2 separate regions of the Zea mays genome follow, and region 1 is linked to region 2. A link is a contact called in public Hi-C data. All regions are on one chromosome and are shown on one strand. The core of a region is the stretch at or near the end of the contact, and the rest is flanking DNA. Distances in the headings are between cores, read along the strand shown. Region 1 holds the start of LOC103636044 (PLATZ transcription factor family protein). Region 2 has its middle 8.3 kb from the start of LOC103636014.

Evidence for each region. Hi-C and Micro-C count contacts between places; a contact is called where the count stands out from the background.
Region 1: a Hi-C map of tassel shows a contact between it and region 2, with 2.2 times the contacts expected there. The contact joins the promoter of LOC103636044 here to the enhancer-like site in region 2. A contact is called at or near these places in 5 of 25 Hi-C or Micro-C datasets (endosperm, leaf and tassel).

The regions. Positions count from the first base shown.
Region 1 is chr1:69,704,486-69,710,613 of Zm-B73-REFERENCE-NAM-5.0, reverse strand. LOC103636044 (PLATZ transcription factor family protein) reads right to left here and starts at 4,616. Exons shown (of 4, transcript XM_008658404.4): 1 at 4,380-4,616; 2 at 1-236. The coding sequence starts at 4,418.
Region 2 is chr1:69,565,497-69,571,177 of Zm-B73-REFERENCE-NAM-5.0, reverse strand. No RefSeq gene overlaps it. Among protein-coding and RNA genes, the nearest start is that of LOC103636014, 8.3 kb to the right of the region's middle. Within about 2 kb of position 2,082, at least 18 of the 20 cell types and tissues checked have an H3K27ac peak or open chromatin away from gene starts, as enhancers often do. A contact at or near this core is called in endosperm, leaf and tassel, where this site is marked.

The DNA.
Region 1 (6,128 bases), core at 3,367-5,866, 140 kb before region 2:
TGCTTCTTCTTCTTCTTCTTGTTTTTGGGTTTCTCCTTTTTCTTTCTCTGCTGCTGTCGCTCCTCTTCCTCTTCCGAATACGAGTCCCAGTCCGACTCCGAATCTAAATCCGATTCAGAGTCCGAATCCGGATCCGACCCACCGGAGTCGTCCTCCGCTGCAGTCTCCTCTCCGTTCCTCACCTGCTGCTTCTCCTCCGCCACCGCTCCATGCACCTCCACCACAGTCTCCTTTCCCTTTATATATAGTGTATGGCAATCAAACAGTAGCAATTACACAACAAAGATGCGTCAACGATGCATGCATGATCATTAGGGATGAAAACGGTCGGAAACGGTATTTATTCGGTAATCAGTTTTTCCTTTGATTGCGAACAAACAGGATATAGAATATACAATATAAATTTGTATTCTTGTTTTTAACATTCAGCTTGTTAAGATTCATAAAAGGTAAACCTCAAATTTATCTTACATTATCTCAAATAATAGATATAAACTTCGGTATGGATTCGGAAACAAATTCGGTAATTTTTTCAACTTTTTGTGTTGTAGGGAGCAAATAATACATAAAACAACTTATATAATATTTTATTCATATTTATACTAATGTGCTTGATAACATAAAAAAAGATTAACATCAAATTTTATACATATCTATTTTAAAATATTAAATTTGTTTTAACAGTTCGGATTACCACTTTCATCCCTCTATATATATATATATAGTATATGTATTTATATATATATATATATATATATATATATATATATATATTGCGGTTAGAATTAGCTAGTACTGCTATATCAGATCGAATCTTGGAGACGTGCATATGCATTTTTCCTATTCCTAAAAATACTTGTTCTTTTTCAAGTGTTCGTTCAACGGTGAGATATATATAAGAGCGTGTTTGGAATCAAAGTATTTCAAAACCATGGTTTTAGAATACTATGGTTTTGAAATGTCATTGATATACAACCATAGTATTTTTTTTACATCACTTCAAACAATGCTTATTTAAAGACAAATTAAAGTATCTTAAACTATAATATTTAGTATACATGTGCAAGAAGCTAATCATAGACAAAAACTTTAGGTTAGAGTGTAGTTTCAAATACTCTAAAAATACTATAGTATCTACAAAACCATAATATTATTCAAAACAAAGTTTTTGACAAAGTAGCCAAACACTTCTTAGTAAAAAAATATTATAATTTTATTTTAAAACTCCAAAAATACTTCGCTTCCAAAATGTCCTTTAAATATACAGATCGAGTACGTAAAATATAAAGAGAGAGAGGACTAAAAAAATCAAGATCTAGTTAGGACATGCACGTGCAATTCTACTGCAAAGTGCCAAGGCTAGAAACATGACATGGGTACAGTCCGTATAAGACAAAGTATAACCGCCGCTGTCGTCCTAACTTGCCAGCCGGGCAAGTGCAATGATGCCCGCATTTGCTGACATGGCATCTGTGCCTGCAGTCTAGGCACTGCTCTGCCCTTTCGGCTCGATTCACTACCGGCCCAACAAAGCCACCCTAAATTTAATTTTCTAATTAGGCTAAATTTACTAGACCTGACCAGCTACGCTACGTACAAAGGCGCAAAACCACGTTTTGCACTATAATATCCACGCGACGGAGTATGAAATAAAAGATAAAGACAAAAAGATGATGGCCTTAAACTAACACGATAACACATAAAAAAACTCTTTGATAGCACGTTCCAAAACAATTAGCTACACACGTGTACCATATATGGTTCATACATGCTCATGAGCAAAAAGGTCTTAAACTAAACTTAGGAAACAAACAAATAAGCCATGATGGATCTACAGTTAAACAAAATTGGAATAAAAAAGGTTGCCCGGAGAAGCATTGATTAATAATTTTAGTTCTAGATAGCACCTTTTAACAATTTTAGATATAGATAGGTACCCATGATAACCTTGTGGCACTTTATTTTACAAAAATAGGTAAAATATGTTACATGGATCCGAAAACTAGAGGTCGTTACAACTGTTATTGTTGCATACGCGCCTCTGGTTTAAATATCCCTAATTATTATCTGAAACATCAACATGTATGAACGATAACGCATAAGAAACCTTTTAATAGAATATTCCAAAACAATTGGTTACACACGTGTACCACGGTTCATACATGACAGATCTACAGTCAAACGAAATTGGAACAAAAAGATGACTTAGAGAAAGCATCGATTAACAATTTTAGATCTTGATAGCACCAATCAACAAATTTAGATCCAGATAGATACCCGTGATAACCTTGTGGGACTTTATTTAAAAAAGATAAATAGTTGCATGGATCCAAAAACTAGAGGTCGTTACAACCGTTATTGTTGCATAGATGCCTCTGGTTTAAATATCTCTAATTATTACCTAAAACACAAACATGTACAAACTAACACATAAAACCAATTTAATAGCACGTTCTAAAATAATTGGTTACGCACGTGTACCATGCTTCATATACATGTTCATGACAGAAAAAGTAGATCTTGGTCTAACCTTAGGAAACAAACAAATAAGAAACTAGAGTCGAACAAGACTAGAATAAAAAGTTGTCGCTTAGAAAACGCATATATTAACACTTTTAGATATAGATAGCATTAATAAACAATTTTAGATCTAGATAGATATCCATGATAACCTTGTGGGACTTTACTAAGAAAACAGGTAAAAGAAGTTGCACATATCCAAAAACCAGAGACCGTTAAACGTTATTGTTGCATATGTGGCTCTAGTTCAAATATCCCTTACTACCTGAAACGCAAACATGTACGGACATGATAACGTGTAAGAAACGTTTTCACAACACAATCTAGAGCAATTGGTTACACACGTGTACCACGGTTCATATGTCCATGAGGAAAACTAGATATTTGAAATTAAAAACAACCATATATGCCACGAGGAATCTACAGTCTAATAAAACTAGGATAAAAATAAGCCATTGAAAGAAAGCAAGAATTAATAATTTTAGATATAGATAGATACCTATGATAACTTTGCGGGACTTTATTTTAAAAAATAGGTAAAATAAGTTGCACGGATCCGAAAACTAAAGCATGTGTATCTATCTAGATCTAAAATTGTTAATGAGTGCTATCTAGATCTAAAACTGTTAAATAGTGCTTTCTACTAGCAACCTTTTTATATTCTATTTTTGTTGGACTGTAGATCCATCATGGCTTATATGTTTGTTTCCTAGGTTTAGTTCAAGACCTTTTTCTCATGAGCACATATGAACCATGGTACACGTGTGTAGCCAATTGTTTTGGAATGTGCTATTAAAGGGTTTTTATGTGTTATTGTGTCCGTACATATGTTTGTATTTTAGGTAATGACTAGGGATCCTTAAACCAGAAGCACATATGCAACAAAAACAGTTGTAGTGGCTTTAGTTTTAAAAACAGTTGAAATAAGTTGCAAGGATCCAAAAACCAGAGGCCGTTACAACCGTTATTGTTGCATATGTGCCTATATATGGTCGAAATATCCCTTACTACCTGAAACACAAACATGTATGAACACGACAACGCATAAGAAACCCTTTAATAGCACGTTCCAAAATAATTGGTTACACACGTGTACCACGACCCATACATGCTCATGAGAAAAAAAGTAGATCTTGAACTAAACTTAGGAAACAAACATATATATGCCATGGTGGACCTACAGTTGAATGAAATTGGAATAGAAAAAGGTCGCTCATAGAAAGCACCGGTTAACAATTTTAGATCTAGATAGATACCCATGATAACCTTGTGGGGCATTACTAACTAAAAACTAGCTAGGTAAAAGAAGTCGCACGGATCCAAAAACTAGAGACCGTTAACCGTTATTGTTGCGTACGTGGCTCTAGTTGAAATATCCCATTAGTACCTAAAACGCAAACCATGTATGGACATGATAACGTGCAAGAAATGTTTCGGCAACACGATCCAGAGCTGTCGATTACACACGTGTACCTGAAACGCAAAACATGTACGAACATAATAACGCGCAAGAAACGTTTCGGCAACATGATCCAGAGCTGTCGATTGCACACGTGTACTACGGTTCATACGTCCACGAGGGAAACCGGAGATCTGAAACTAAACTTAGAAAAAAAACAATCATATAAGCCATGATGAATTTATAGCCTAACATACTAGGATGGGGAAAAAAGTCGCTCAAGAGGGATAGAGACCCTTTTTCAAGGAGATCAGAAGCTATATATTGCCTGGATTTATAGAGCACAAATAAACATCTAGATATGGATGAATATGAACCAGCTACTATACTGTGGTAGAAATTCGTTCTACGCACGCACGGATCCATCGAGAGCGGCAGAAGTGTTTCTCATGTATATTACCTTGTTGGTTGCGGTGCAAGAGGAACCTATGCAAGACATGTTGCCGTGCTGCTGGAGAGTGTGTTCTCTCGATCTCACAGCTCACTAGCACAGTCGTAGCATCTATGTATCTTGTGTTTTACTACTGGTTCCTCTCTCTCGCCGGAGGAAATCTGGAAAGCTGAGCCGCGCGATGGGGCCAAGATAGAGGATGATTATAAATAGGGAAACTCAGAAGGGGGAAATATAATGGCTTTTGTTTAATTAATAACACAACATAGTGTTAACGTGGCTATATCTCTCTCGTTTTAATTAATTTGTAAAAGAATCCTGAATCAGTTAATCACGGCCGTCGGTGAACTGACCTACCAACCAATCCAACGGTGTAGCCTCACGTACGCGACACCGTGATGTCGTGTGTGCCGCCGTTCCAACGAGCGGAGCCGGAGAGTGGTCAGGTCAGGTTTGATGACAGGACAGGACCAGCCAGAGAAGAGATGCCGGGCGGCCCATGCATATGCTCACGTTGAGCGCGAGGCGAGTCCGCGTGCTCGAGTTGAGCGTGAGCTAGAGCCGACGCCGTTGGTTGCAGACGCAGTTCGCGGGTGGCGCCAGCTTGGAGCCGCGCTGCTTGCGTTGCGCCTCAGCCGGTCAAGGCGTACGTTTCTACAGCGCTTTCTCTACTCATTCAATGTGCCCGGATGTCAGTTGCACTGCTTTTTAGCAGCGCTAAACTTTTGAATTCAGAGCGTGGTTTCGTCGAAGCACAGGTGATGAGAGAAAGGGGGACCGGTGGGGAAAATAATAAAAAAACTTGTGTTAAATATAGAATGGTATGTACGTTAAAGATAGAAAGTTAGATATAAAGTTGTATACGTTAAAAATAGAAAGTTACATATATTTATATAATAGAAAAGAGTTATGCTCTTACCACTATATAATCCATCAGTTTAAACTTTGCAAAAATCACACAACCAAATCACCCCATACTCATTATCCCCACTAAATTCACCTAACATATTGTACTCAAACTTAACACACTATCAAAATCAACGGTCCAGATAGTTGAATAACTCATCTCCCTTCCCCATGAACTACTTTATATGAATCATCCCTCATCCCTTCCCTTCCCTTCCCTTCCCTTCCCCCTCTCCTCACTTGCTCCACCGCCATCATCGATCATCTCCTCGGGATCGTGTGTAACACATGCTATATAGTAGTCATATGAAAGTTTAGGGTTCTGTCACTTAATTTAGGCACTGTTGAATTCAGAGCGTTGTTTCGTGGAAGCAGAGGTGATGAGGGGATGGGGGACCGGCCGGGAAAATAATAATAATAATAAAACTTGCGTTAAATATAGAATGGTATGTACGTGAAAGATAGAAAGTTAGATATAAAGTTGTATACGTTAAAGATAGAAAGTTACACATATTTATATAATAGAAAAGAGTTATGCTCTTACCACTATATAATCCATCAGTTTAAACTTTGCAAAAATCACACAACCAAATCACCCCATACTCATTATCCCCACTAAATTCACCTAACATATTGTACTCAAACTTAACACACTATCAAAATCAACGGTCCAGATAGTTGAATAACTCATCTCCCTTCCCCATGAACTACTTTATATGAATCATCCCTCATCCCTTCCCTTCCCTTCCCTTCCCTTCCCCCTCTCCTCACTTGCTCCACCGCCATCATCGATCATCTCCTCGGGATCGTGTGTAACACATGCTATATAGTAGTCATATGAAAGTTTAGGGT
Region 2 (5,681 bases), core at 833-3,332:
TTACGCCTGTTCCCAACCATGCCTATGGTTGTTGGACCGTTGATTTGCTTCGCTGCGTATATCGGGTTGCTTCAGCCCCACTCTGATGATATGTCCCGAGTTGTGGACCAACTCTTAAAGTTGATCACCACCTTTATAGGTTTGTCTCGTTTAAGCAGATCTGGAATCATCTGATGTATAAATGTGTTTACTAGCCTCTTGGGACTAGTAATTGTATCACATTTGAGTCCCAGAGGATTGGAACGCTTCAAGCAAGTATAAGGTTATCGTTCCTAGCATATGACATAGGTCTGAAAGTGTCCGACCATCCCAAGCAACCCACCCTATGAGGCCCACCACGCTATTCAGCGATGAGACCCCTTCATAAGTTTTACCGTGGATATTCCCGCCTCTCTAACAACTCTTCTAATGTATATTGAAGCACTCCAATAAACTATTTAGGATCTTGAGTCATTGGGAAGTACTTGGACCATTGTTATGTGTTCAATACATTTAAACTTGCCACATGGCCACCAATAGACTATTATTAATCGACATAAGTAGGACCAATGCAACCAAAGCCATACTTTATTGCCCAACAAAGTCAACAATCAAAGTCTCCAGTCTTAGTCGATCTCTAATTATTATCCATCTACAAACCCATGTGATAGTAGTAGCAATATAACCAGGACCTATCTCTCATGAGTGACATCCCATCACTCGACTTCTACTGTGGATCCTTCGTATGGCATACTAACGATTCCTACCATGCTAGTAAGACTCATATGATAGAATAATTATGTGGGTGAGTTTAAATCGACTCATATAACTTGATGCACAAACAACATAAATAATAAGTACCGGTAAAATAGGGTTATGCATTGGTGCTTGCTGGATAAGATTGTATTATGCAAAATTAGTTATTGCCCATCTTTGAGGCACGATCCACCACCATCGTCAGAACTGAGTCACCATTACATCATCTTCTAGTTTGACCACATAGTCCATCAATCAATCCATCGATTCATCATAGTTTCTAAATGATATGCAAAACTACAATGCATACTTCAATCAAACAACCATATACACATGCATACACAAACACAATAGGACAAACCACTCATCATGGTTGACTAGGGTATTCAACATTTCCACTCCCATCCTCCCGCATGAGAACATACTCGTGAGTCGGTTATTAACAACATAGCATAACTTATCAAAATAACCAGTTTTACATAAAACATACAAGAGCAAGTTAAAAACACATGATATGAACTCATCTACTACTAATCAAAGTTAAAAATACTTAGCTTAGTCAAATATAGCACAAACAACATAGAGATCATTTATATATGCTTACTATCAAACATTCATCATACTTAATTAATTAAACAAAAACTATTAAAAAATATGGTGTACCAAACATCTATTTAGGATACGAAACTTTTATGGAAGGTACATCTCAACTAAACATATCTACGTACTACATATATTTTATAATTTTGAAAACAAAATAATTGCTACAACTAATTCAATTATTGAATACAAAAGACATGTGATCACATGATGCATCTCTAGCTTAATATTTAGTAAACACCTACGGCATATTATGGGTTTATGGGACATAACACAAAGTATAATACATAGAGGAAAACATTTTTTTCAATTTTTAGATATTTTAATTACTTTAAAGCCATTAAACAAGCATATTTAAAATAACTAATAAAAAGTAGCTATACATTTAAAAGAAAAGAAAAAAAGTATAGCCCATACATCTTTATACTATTCTACCATAAAAATTACACTGCTTTTGAATTACCCTAGCTATATCTACGAATTGAGAACCTAAAACCATTTATTTACATTTACAACAAAACTTTCATATTAAAAAACAGGATATTGTAAACATACTGCATAAATACATTCATGAGAAACTCAAAAAATGTTTTCCATTTTTAAATATTTTCAGCGACCTTTGCTGAATTTTAGAAGTTCTTCAACTTAAAAAGGAAAAGGAAAGTAAACTCCTCCAACCAGAACGGGTCCGGACCTGGTGCAGGCCATGGCCCATGCACGCTGCGCAGCCGGCCCAGAACGAGACGTGCAAAAGGCCCGTGCGGCCAGGGCAGAATCCCACAAGGCGGCTGGCAAGGCCCATCACGCTGCCCCACGCAAAAATGCATAAAGGACCCCGCGAAACTAGCAAACTATTTTGTCCAAAATGAGAAACTTCTCCTCGTACGCGACTTTACAAAAGTCTCCTCAAAAGATCTCTTCGTCCCTACGCGAGCCCCTGCCAAACACACACGAGCAGGGACGAGGAGCAGGCCGGCCACGGCAACCACGCCGGGGGCGTGGAGGGCCTCCCCGCGTCCGGCCGCACCCAATGCAGGCAACAACGACCGGTGCGTGCGAGGGGCCCCGCCCGGCTAGCTGCGTGTCCGGCGGGCGGCTGCACTGCGGCGACAGCGGACCGAGAGCGAGGGTGAGGTAGGCTCACCGTCTCTGGCGCACGTGGGAGAGGCGAGGGCGAACCCAGAGCGAACTTTTGCGGGGATTCCTGAGAAGGGGAGAGATACGACCGCCATGGCTTAAAAGGCCAAAGGGGCAATGAGGGCGGCTTCGGACTCGGACCTCTGCTCAGGAAGGGTGCGCGAGGGCACGAGCGGCGCTGGCACGTGCGCGCGGTCAAGGGTGGCAGCGGCAGGGACGTCGTCGTCGCGGCGGCCGCGACGAGGCAGCAGGCGCCAGCGCCAGAGCAGGGCCGGCATATGAGTGAGCACTGAAAATGCAAATTCTAAGCGGACACAGTCTTTGAACACTATAGCGAAAATGTTCCCCGCACCGCAGATTACTCTTTATCTTTTTTTTTAAGGTACCAAAGTCATAAACATCATAAATTCGGAGATAAATGATACGGAAGATTATAGTGTCAGTGGAAACACTGAGTTCACGGACTGAGTCCAAAACTCCTGCTTTGGCACTATTGAGCTATGCTTTTGAATAATCAAACTCTTTCAACATGTCCCAAACTTTGCGAAGGTCTTCTATGCTCAAACTTCAACTTTGTGAAGGTCAACGTTGAAAATACGGAACCAGAGAATACGGGACATCAACGTTGAAGAACCAACCAAGACTTCAAAAAACATCATTTAAAACCGTATTTTTATTCAAGATCACATTCAACCAATGGTGGATATTTACTGGTTGTACAACAGTCGACTATTCTGGTCGTGCGCATAGCATTTTCCATTCAAAAAAGAACTAGCTAGCACTTTAGGTTTTTGATATATGTAAGCACACTTCATCCACATTGTCATCGACACAAGAAAGAACTTTCCAAATCGCAGCCGTCATTTTGTGCAACACATCGCTATTGGAGGTCATAGTTGGATCCACGCTGCTTCAATTCGCCTCCCATCATCCCATGTCATCCTCGTCTCTCCATCATCGCCCTCTTCTCTAGGAAGAAGCATGGCGACAACTACTGAACTACCTTGTACCACGGGTCATACTAGCTGAGTCTTAGCCCTAATTCCATACATGTCGTAGGCCCGTAGCGTTGTGGCATGTCACGCACTGTCAAAACATTCAGTCACTATTGAACCGTCGTTATTGATTATGGCGGAGCCGACAGTGTTCATGGTTAGTACACTTGCAGTGACAGGTGAACTATCGCTAGAGTTGTATGGCTCTAACTAATAGTGATATAGTCCATTTATCATTGTCGGTTTGTGGCTATGAATCGATAATGATAACCTATTTTGCACAAAAAATAATAATTTTTTATCTAGCATTAGATTAAGATAAACTTTATATCAAAATTTATAGTTTAAAGATATTCAAAACTTTATAGTTAATAACCTTTTGATATGAGATGGATTGCAAGTTCAAATATGCAATATACGTTTTTAGATTAGGTTTCAGATGATTCACAGTGCCAAATGCAGATGAAGTTAACATTAAAATTAAAATACTCGACGAATACATAACTTTACAATTAATAACATTTTATTTAAGACTGTTTGTTTAGAGTATCAATTATATAATATAATATTTGGAAATGTGTAGTTAAATGAATAACATCAGCTATATAGTCATATATTTCCTAGCTCAACCGATACTGTTCTTCAGAGCTGAGGCCCATCCGTGCTGTCTCACTCTCACCCACCGCAAAGGAGCTGAAGAAAATGACAAGCCTGCAACAGATAAAGTAAACCTCCCATCCATCAGGGCAACCGCATACACAGTGGCGGACATGCAGGTCAGAAGGTGATCAGAAGGTGTGTTCACTAATTTTATGTCTGATCATTTTCTTTCCAGATTAACACAACGTGTAAGTAGTCAAGTGTTACTTGGCCGAACCACGGGATAAAAATTATGTGTCTCTTGTGTTGCTTTCTCTGTGATTATTGTGTTCGCAAGGACTCGCTTCAAACTTAGTCGAACTAACACTTTAATCAAGTTTGTGGCTATTTAGTCTTTGATTTTACAGGATCACCTATTCACCCCCCTCTAGGTGCTCTCAATGCGTACCCGAGCCTATCGGGTGGATGTGTTGTCCGAGTCGTAGTTGTTGAAACAATGATAAGTATGGTGAAGAGTGTGTGGTAATTCACCCCGTATAGCGTAAAGCGAACTTGACATTGGCCCTATAGTTTTCTGTAGCCATCCCTTTGTTAGCAGTCTCCGCGGAGGGGTTGGTGTCGTCGGGCGTCCTTTCGTCGATGTTACCGAGGCCGAGACCTTGGTCGAACCTGCGCCGGGGCATGCAGTCGTGCAGGGAGTGGTTAGTACAGTCATCGGAGTGGCCTCATGCGGGATTCACGGGGAGTTGTTGCCGGGGTAGCTGGCTGAGGCCGAGCTCGGGCGAGGCAGAGACTTCTCTTGAGGTTGAAGCCATCTTCGGGTGAGGCGGAGTGCTCTCCCAAGGGTGAGACTATGCTCAGACGCGTGCATGTCCCATCCGAAGTTGTTCGGGAACAATGGCCGGAGTGGAGGAGCAGTGTGCGTTATTCTCGAGCGTGCGTCGTCGTGGTTGGCGAAAGTAGGTGGGACCACGATCCCATCACTCCCTGTTTGACTGCGGCGTCACGTGGGGTAGATATCTGAATCGTCGCATTAAATGAACACATCTCCACGGTTCCCAGGCCTTTGACTGAGTGCTGGGCTTGGGGTTGTCCTCTTGTCCGAGACGAGCTCGGGCGAGGTAGATATTATCGTTCCGTGAAGAGGGGACCTCGAGCGAGACGAGGATTTCTCCCAAGTTCTGCCTCCGTCTGAGGATGGGCTCTGGCGAGGTGGAGTTTTGAGCGACCGTTGAACAAGGTCTCTAGGTATCAGCCACCGTGCCTACTCACCTGACTTTTACAGTTTCTCGATCAACACTCAACACTTTTTTCCCCTTTTACAGTCTCTCGATCCTCCATGCTCTAGGACTGCCTTTTTTCCCCTTTTGTTAATCAATCTTTCTTGAAGTGCTGACAGAACACTTGACCTGCAGAAATCTTGAGAAAAACGACTTCGTTGGAGCTTTGCCTTACTCCATTTCCCAAATTGCTTTGCCTTACTCCATTTCCCAAATTGCTTTGCCTTACTCCATTTCCCAAATGGCTTCAGCTACTTGACAGGTTTGAGCACACTGTGAGAACATTCTCCCTATTCTTCATTAATCATTACAAATCCATTGCTCACAATCCAAA